Linked DNA regions of Pan troglodytes: region 2 is linked to region 1. Evidence: chromatin contacts called from public HiChIP or PLAC-seq data. All regions are on one chromosome and are shown on one strand. The core of a region is the stretch at or near the end of the contact, and the rest is flanking DNA. Distances in the headings are between cores, read along the strand shown.

Region 1 (3,838 bases), core at 336-2,835:
CCCCGCGCCGTCCCCCGCAGGAGGCGGCGCGCCCCTCGCCCCCCTCCCCGCGCCCCTCTCCCCTCTCCCCGCTCCCGCCGCTCCGCACAGCCCCGGCCCCCACGGCCAGTTCTTAGGGCGCGCCCCGGTGGCGGAGGCGTTGGGGGCGGCTCTCGGCGGCGGGGAGCCCCTCTCCAGGCCGGCGCCCCGGGGCGGAGCTGAGCGCCATGGGCGCCGGGCGGGAGGCAGGTGGCGCAGCGGCGGCGGCGGGGGGCAGGAGGCGGAGGCGGAGCGCGCGGGGCGGGGGCCGCGGGGCCCCGTGAGACTCTCGGGCGAGCGCGCGGCGTTGGAGCCACAGGCGCGGCGGCTGGACCCGGCGCGGGCCGCGGAGGCCGGAGACCGCCCCGGGCGGGGTGCGCGCTTTGTTCCCGCGCGGGGTGGCCGGAGCCGAGTCCCCGGCATGGCCCAGGCGGCCGCCCCGCGCGCCCCAGCCCCGCCGCGCGCCTGAGCCCGGTGCGGCGCCAGAAGACAGCGCGCAGCCGCCCCTGAGTCGTGGAGGCGGGGACCAAGCTGGAAGGAGCAGCGACTCCCGGACCGAGTCGCGAGTGTGCGCCGTCCGCCGCCCGCCGGATCCCCCGGACCCCCCGACCGTAAGTGCCGTGTCCGCCCCGCGCGCCGCCGCCGCTCTACCCCGACTCCGCCCGCGGCTGCCGTTCCCGGATCTGCGCCGCAGCCGCGCCGAGCGCACGGGCCGTTTTCAAAGTTGGTGCCCACGGCAGGGTGGAGCTAGCCGGCCCAGCGCCCACCCATCCGGGCTGAGCGCAGCCCCCCGTGAGCAGAGCCTGACCTGCGGGGGCTGGGCGAAACTTCGGGGGGAACGACGCGCCCGGGTGCTGGGAGTCTCGCGGGCTCCCCTGGGGCCGCCCGGTTTTCCTAACAAAGGCCCCGCGGCCCGCGTGACGGAGACCCGGGAGTGGGGAGGCCGAGGGCGGCCCTGGGAGAGGTAGAGGTGGCGGCGGCCGGTCTGGGGAGGAGGGTCCAGATCTCCCTCCTGCTCCTCTCTCTCCTGCCCGGGTCCCCGGCGCTGCCCCGCAGGCTAAAGGTGGTCCGCGCTGGGGGTCCTGGACCCTGCCTGGCGTGCGGTCCCTGGGGTCCTGACGGCCGCGGGCCACGGCACAGCCGGGTGGCAGCGATGGCGCGCACAGCCTTTGGGAAGCGTCCATCTGTGTTGGGCAGGCCCCGAGCCAGGGTGTGGGAACAGCGGGGAGGGAGGTGTGAGCCTCTGTGGAGGGACAGATGGCTGGAAACGCAGCCCTAGACGGCTGACTTCACTTACGTGGAGCAGAAGGCGGCCAGGCTGGTGGCGGCGACTCAGAGCCGCTGGGCTCCGAACACACTGCGGGGCTGGCGCTCCCCCGCCCCTGCGTCCGCCCGTGTGTGCTGGGGCCGCGGCCGGGCTGTGCCCACCCCTCATTCACCCTGTGGGCTGAGGCTGGCTGACTTCAGGCCCATTCCAGGGCCCAGAAAGAAAAACCTTTCCCTTGAAAAGAGAGCACGTCGCGTGCTCCTGTGGGTGGGGGCTTGTCGGTAGCTGTCAGGCTTGTGGCCCCAGCCAGGGTGCGGCTTCTGTGCGTCCGGCCCGGGTGTGCGTTTCCTCTCCTGGACGAGGAACAGGAGGTTCCCAGGGCAGCCACCTCGGCGGACGGGTCGGCCGGGGATAAGGGGCAGGGGCCGGTTTTTCGGTACCTGGCATTGCTCTTCAAGTTGCTGAGAGGTTGGGGAAACTTCTTGAGGCTGGGACTCCACTGTGTCCCCCAGACCTGAAGGGGCGAGGGCTGGGCCTGAGCGCTTCCGACCCTCACCTGCCCCTGGCATCGCTTTCCCGGCAGGGGAGGAGGCAGGAAGGCCCAGCCCACGGTTCCTGGGCACGTTCGCCCGTGGAGGGCTGGCTCTGTGTGCCTCTGGGGTCGGGCTGTGTCCTTTGCCCCCGCTCCAGTCTGGGCTTTGGGAGTCAGAAACTTCCACAGGGGCCAGACAGGCGGATGCTGTGCAAGCCGGAGCTGCCGGGAGGGTCCTGTTCTGTGCGGCCGACAGCACCGTGCCTGGAAAAGCCATGCTATTTGGGACCGTCCTGCTGGGCAAGCGGCCACTCTTCCACACTGAAAGGGAAACAGAAAGGAAGAAGCGCCCAGAGCAGGAGGAACAGATGTGGCGTCCACCCGAGATTGGGGCTCAGGGAGGGAAGAGAGTATCGCATCAGGATCAGTCTTCCGGCAGGCTCCATCTCTCCTGGGATGTGCTCGGATCCTCTAGTGACAGGGGAGAAGGGAAGTTCACATGAGTGGTTCGTGGTGCTGGGGCCGTGCTTTCGCCACCTGTGAAGCCAGGGCTGGTGAGTGGGAGGGCTTTCCCCAGACATCTCCTTCCAGAACCCTCTGGGGCTACGAAGCCACACGCCAGCCGCCCGAGCCCCCCCGAGCTCTTCCCCTGCCGCCCGCTATCCGCGTAATTCAGTTACCACCTCCAGGAAATCTCTCTGGTTTGGCTCCACGTATTTTCATTTCTGCATGACTGGAAGAAATTAATTTTTCTCCCTACGCGAGGATCTGGAGATGCTGCCGGCAGGCTGGGTCACTAATCCCCAAGATCCCAGCCCTCAGGGCTGCACTGGGGAGGGCCGGGCCTCGCCGCTGCCGCCTCTGGGGTGGCAGGGAGGGTGTGAGGTGGGTGAGGCATTTCCCTGCCAGCTTCTGGAACCATCTTGGGGCTCTCCGCTGGCCTCCCCCTTCCCTGCTGCACCGTTAGCAGGTTGACTTTGGGGTTTTCTGATTCATCCTCAGCCTCCCACAGTGCCAGGGTGGAAGGATGGTGCTTGAATTAAGTGGCTCTGAATTTCCTTCCCTGGCAGGGAGGAACCAGAAGCAACTTCAGCGTGCCCCAGTGCCGTGTGTGCCACGCGGGTGTTCAGACCCAGCATGGGGGGAGCAGTAGTGTGCCCCAGTGCTGTGTGTGCCACGCGGGTGTTCAGACCCAGCATGGAGGGACTAGCAGGGCTTTGTTAGTGGTGCCACAGGTGAAGGCGGTGGCGTCTCTATGGGGCTGCTCTCCCGGCCCGCACTTGCTGCACTGCCTGCCTGTGGCCTGTGTCTCCTGCTCACAGGGTGGTGGAGCCTTCCTGGGTGGGTCTTAGAGCCTACAACAGCGCTGGGGCTTACACGCACTGTCGCGTCCCTGTAACACCCACGAGGGCCGTGGAGCGTTCCCCGTCTCCGACGCCGGGAGGGGTACAGTCACTCCACAGGTCATGCAGGGAGCCAGTCTGATGGCAGGCTGCAGCGAGTGTCTCCAGGCCCCTGTCCAGCCCCGCCCAGTCCCTGTCCAGCCCTGCCCGGGCGTTCCTTTGCCCGTGCCGTCGGTCCCCATCCCCAGCCTGCCGGGCCACATTCTTAGAGCACCTGAGCACCCCCAAGGGGCTGGGGGATCTGGTGGCTGAGGGCTCGGTCATGACTCGGGGTTGGCACTGTAGGTGCAAAAGCCCTCACCTGGACACAGGCCCTGGGGCCCATCTGGGGTCAGGGCACGGGTGGGAGAACTTGACCTCTGCCCTGCCTGGGTCATGGAGCCCCAAGGCCAGCCTCGTCCCAGCTGCTCTAGTCCTGCACCTCTGGCCAGCCCCACCTCTGCTTCCTGCCCTGCTGTGCAAGGGAGGGAGGTCGTTGTTGCTGAAGACCCTCCAGAAGCCACTGGAACATTGCCCGGCTATTATCACAGACATAGCATCCGCTGTTCATAGAAATCCACATCCAGGCAACCAATGTCACCTCCCAGCCTGGCCCCAGGCCCCTGGGGACGGAAAGGA
Region 2 (4,012 bases), core at 631-3,130, 270 kb before region 1:
TATTCACAATTGCCAAAAGGTGGAATCAACCTAGTTTACAGAAACAGATGAATGGGTAAACCACATGTGACATATCCATACAATGGAGTATTATTCTGCCTTTAAAAGAAAGGAAATTCTAACATATGGAAGGATATGAATGAATCTTGAGGACATTATGCCAAATGAAATAAACCGTTCACAAAAAGAAAAATGCCGTGTGATTCCACTTCTAAGAGATACTTAGCGTAGTCAAAATCACACACAGAATATAGAATGCTAGTTCCCTGGGGCGAGGAGGAGGGGCTATGGGGAGTTACTATGTAACGGGCATCGAGTTTCTGTTCTACAAGGTGAACAGAGTTAAGGAGCTGGACCGGGGTGACGGCTGCACCATACTGTGAATTTATTTGATACCACTGAACTGCACACTTAAAATGGTTAAGATGATACATTTTGTTGTGTTTTGTCACAATAAAATAACTGAAACAAACGGGAACATAAGTGTTGGCAAGGATGTCGGGGAACGAGCACCCTTCTGTATTGCTGGTGGTGAAATCGAGCCGCCGCTGCGGAAAACCGTTCTGTGGTTTCACAAACAGTTCACACCCTAAGGCCCAGCTATTCATGCCTAGGTATACACTAAAGATAAATGGAAACAGGCACCCAAATACTTGTACGAAAATGTTCATCGTGTCACTGGACGCAAAAGGCAAAAAGTGGAAACAACCCACTGTCCATCAACAGAGGAAGAGAGAAACGTGTGGGCTCCATCCACGGAATATTATTCACTCCTGAAAAGGAACGCGGGCCTGATCCCCGCTCCACCGGGGACGAACCTTGAAGGCGCGATTCTAAGCAAAAGACGCCGGAACACAAAAGGCCACAGCACGTAGGGCTCCATTGAACGGAGGTCAGAACAGGCTGGTCTGCGGAGCAGGGCGGGGGCTGCAGAGCCCGGGGAGGGGCGCGGAGAGCGGCCGCCGACGGGCAGGGCTCTGCTCGGGTAGAAGCTGTTCCGGAGCCCGGGAAGGTGCTGGTCCCGCAACACTGTTGGGGGGGCCCCACTAAGCTGAGCCTTGCGACCCGGTTTATGTGACGTGAGTTCCACCTCAATCTAAGTGTGAGGAAACGAACAGCGTTCTTAAACGCAGAAACGTGCCCATTCGAATTGTTAACGCGAGCGCGGAGCCCACTGACAAAGCAAAGTAAGACAAACCGGGAGTCAGAAAACTCAGCGACCCACAGGATCCACCGTGATGTTTCTCACAAATGTTACAGCGAAAACAATCGGACTTGAAAATAAACGCGACCTACCTGGTTCTCGGAAGAGGAGAAGGATCCGGGCGAAAGGCGTCAGTTCTCCCTCGCTTGCCCCGTAGACGCAGCGCAGGCCCCGAGCTCCCGAGCGGCGGTTTCAGAACCCGCGGGTCACCCAGGAGCTCCTCCCGCAGAACCAGCCGAAAGCTCCCAGCGCGGAGGAGGGCGGGTGGCTGCCCTCCCCGACCTCGCCCCGCCCGCGCGGACGCCCCCGGCCCCACGCGGGGACCACCCCGGGACGCCTGCCGGAGCCCGCGCGCCCCCGGGCAACCTGAGTGCACCTGCGCCCCGCGCGCACCTGAGCGCTCCCGGCCACGCCCCTGCCACGCCCCCGGCCCCCACGTGCCGCCCTCACGGGGCCCCGCCCCCTCGCGGTTCGGCCGCAAGCCCCGCCTCTCAACTTCCCCGCCCCTCAACCTCTCCGCCCTATGCCCCAGATCGGGCCCCGCCCCTTTACGCCTTAGGCCCCGCCCTCACACCGCCCGCCCCCACACCCCGCCTCCACTGGACTCAGGCTCCGCCCCTTAATGCCTCGCCCCAAAGCCCCGCCCCAGGAGCCCGCCCTGGTCCAGGCCCCGCCCCGTCCCGAGCGCAGCCTGCGACCGATGGAGCAGGAGGCGCGGGTGCTGAGAGCTGCGGGCGGCTTTGGCCGGGCCCGGCGCCTGCTGGCCTCCGCCTCGTGGGTACCCTGCATAGTGCTGGGGCTGGTGCTGAGCTCCGAGGAGCTGCTTACCGCGCACCCCGCGCCCCACTGCCGACCGGACCCCACGCTGTTGCCCTCAGCGCTGCGCGCCCTGCGCGGACCCGCGCTGCTGGATGCCGCCATCCCGCGCCTGGGGCCCACGCGAGCCGCGAGCCCCTGCCTGCTCCTGCGCTACCCCGATCCCGCGCCCCGCACCCGCCCCGGCCCGCGCCCCGCGCCCGCACGCAACGGCACCCGGCCCTGCACACGCGGCTGGCTCTACGCGCTGCCCAGCGCCGGCCTCCTGCAAAGCCCGGTCACCCAGGTGCGCCCCCGTCCCTGCTGCCCCGCAGCCCTCCCCGCCCCCAGTCCGCCGAGGCCCTGGGTGTCCTTTCTCCATCCTACCTGGCGCCTCTGACCCGGGCCCCCCGGCCGTCCTCCTGGGCTTCCTGCTCCGGGGCGGCCGCCGGCCCGACGGTGCCGCAGACGGGCGCGCACGGGCCAGGCCCGCGGAGAGGGGCCGGGCGGGGGCTGAATCTGGGCCTGGGAGCTGCCAGGCGCGGGGCGGCCTGGGGCGCTGGAGGATTGGAGCCGAAGGCGCCGGTGGGGGAGCAGGGCCTGGAATTTGCTTCATGACCACCAGCGTCTTGAGCAGACCGTGGCTTTGGGCTGGCTTTCCAAGGCAGAGTCTCTGCTTGGAGGGACTGACGTGGTCAGCACAGATTGGGGAAGGTGGGCTTCCCATCAGTGAGGCGCGCAGAGGCTGGGCTAGAGACCGCATTGCCTGAAGGGAAACCTTGACGGTCTGCGTGAGAAGAGATGGGGAGGCGGGCGGCAGGGACCTTCAGGCCCCTTTCATCCCTTTCCGCGCTGGGGCTGAGACCTGCACACCCCTGAGGCAGCCTTTACCCCGAGGCCCCCATCCCCCACCCTGGGAGGACTGGCCCCAGTGTGCAAACTGGAACGGGGTTGCCACATCTTCACAAGGGCTGCCTGGGGCCCAGGAACCCGCCGGGCTTCTCTCTCCACCCTGCTCCCTCCCACCTCCCACCTGCCCTCCTCCTGTTTGGTGCCTGGATCCAGGAATGCCCCATCAGCTTTCCCAAAACGTCAGGTTTGAAAGTAAAATCTCGGGCATAGCACGGCCCCCAGCAGTAGATTAAGCTTGCCAAGAAGACCCAGGAACCGGAAGGGGTGGGGGGAGGCGCAGAGCTGAGGTCAAGGGTCAAGGGCCTCGCCGGGAAATGCCGCTGAGCACAGCTCTCCAGCCGCTGCCCGAGTCCCTCTTGAAATGGGCAGGGCAGGGAGGGCGTGGGTACCAGCGCAGGTGCTGGGGCTCATTTCTTAGGCCTGTGTCATGGCTATGACCCTTGGCCGGCTGGGGTGGGGGCTGTGTCTATGACGCCACCAAGGCCCTGGGTGTCCCCGGGGTCCCTCGGAATAGGAGGTGGAAACAGGTCGGACAAGAGCTGGCCGTGGGGGAAGAGCAATGGTGTGCGGAGGTGGGGAGGCCCTATCTAGGGACAAGCAGAAAACTTAGGGTGGGCAGATCCCCCCGACCCCTGTGCAGGGGCTGCCAGAGACCAGAGAGGCTGCTGTGTGACCTGGACCAAGCCCCTTGCCCTCTCATGCCTCAGTTTCCCCTTCTCTCCACGGAGGGATTGAGCAGGACATGGAGGGCCCCTTCCAGTAGCCATTCTGGGACTCCCTGCACCTGTCCCCAGGGGAGGGTCCTGAGCTGGCCTCCACGTGGCTGCTGTTCCCCATAGTGGAACCTTGTGTGTGGAGATGGCTGGAAGGTCCCGCTGGAGCAGGTGAGCCACCTCCTGGGCTGGCTGCTGGGCTGTGTCGTCCTGGGAGCAGGCTGTGACCGGTGAGGCCCCTTCCCTTTTCCTGCTGCCCAGCAGCCCTCCCCTCCGCCCACTCTCAGGGTTCAGCTAGACCTGGTGCTGCCAGGATGAAGGTTGGACCCTGGGTTATCCTGACCCTGTCCAAGCATGTCCCCCGCTGCCCACCAGGTTTGGACGCCGG

What was found. HiChIP or PLAC-seq counts read pairs in DNA pulled down with a chosen protein or histone mark.
Region 2: an H3K4me3 HiChIP or PLAC-seq map of stem cell-derived excitatory neurons shows a contact between it and region 1, with 10 times the contacts expected there. The contact joins the promoter of SLC22A31 here to the promoter of LOC134808792 in region 1. A contact is called at or near these places in 1 of 7 Hi-C or Micro-C datasets (stem cell-derived neural progenitor cells) and 1 of 1 datasets of contacts at active chromatin or transcription factors (stem cell-derived excitatory neurons).

Annotation. Positions count from the first base shown.
Region 1 is chr18:87,124,590-87,128,427 of NHGRI_mPanTro3-v2.0_pri, reverse strand. It overlaps LOC134808792 (basic proline-rich protein-like), which reads right to left and starts at 1,585. Exons shown (of 4, transcript XM_063797573.1): 1 at 1,077-1,585; 2 at 104-346. The coding sequence starts at 1,453. All of the region lies in intron 1 of CBFA2T3 (CBFA2/RUNX1 partner transcriptional co-repressor 3), which reads left to right.
Region 2 is chr18:87,398,418-87,402,429 of NHGRI_mPanTro3-v2.0_pri, reverse strand. It overlaps SLC22A31 (solute carrier family 22 member 31), which reads left to right and starts at 1,880. Exons shown (of 9, transcript XM_024350003.3): 1 at 1,880-2,306; 2 at 3,751-3,854; 3 at 4,000-4,012. The coding sequence starts at 1,905.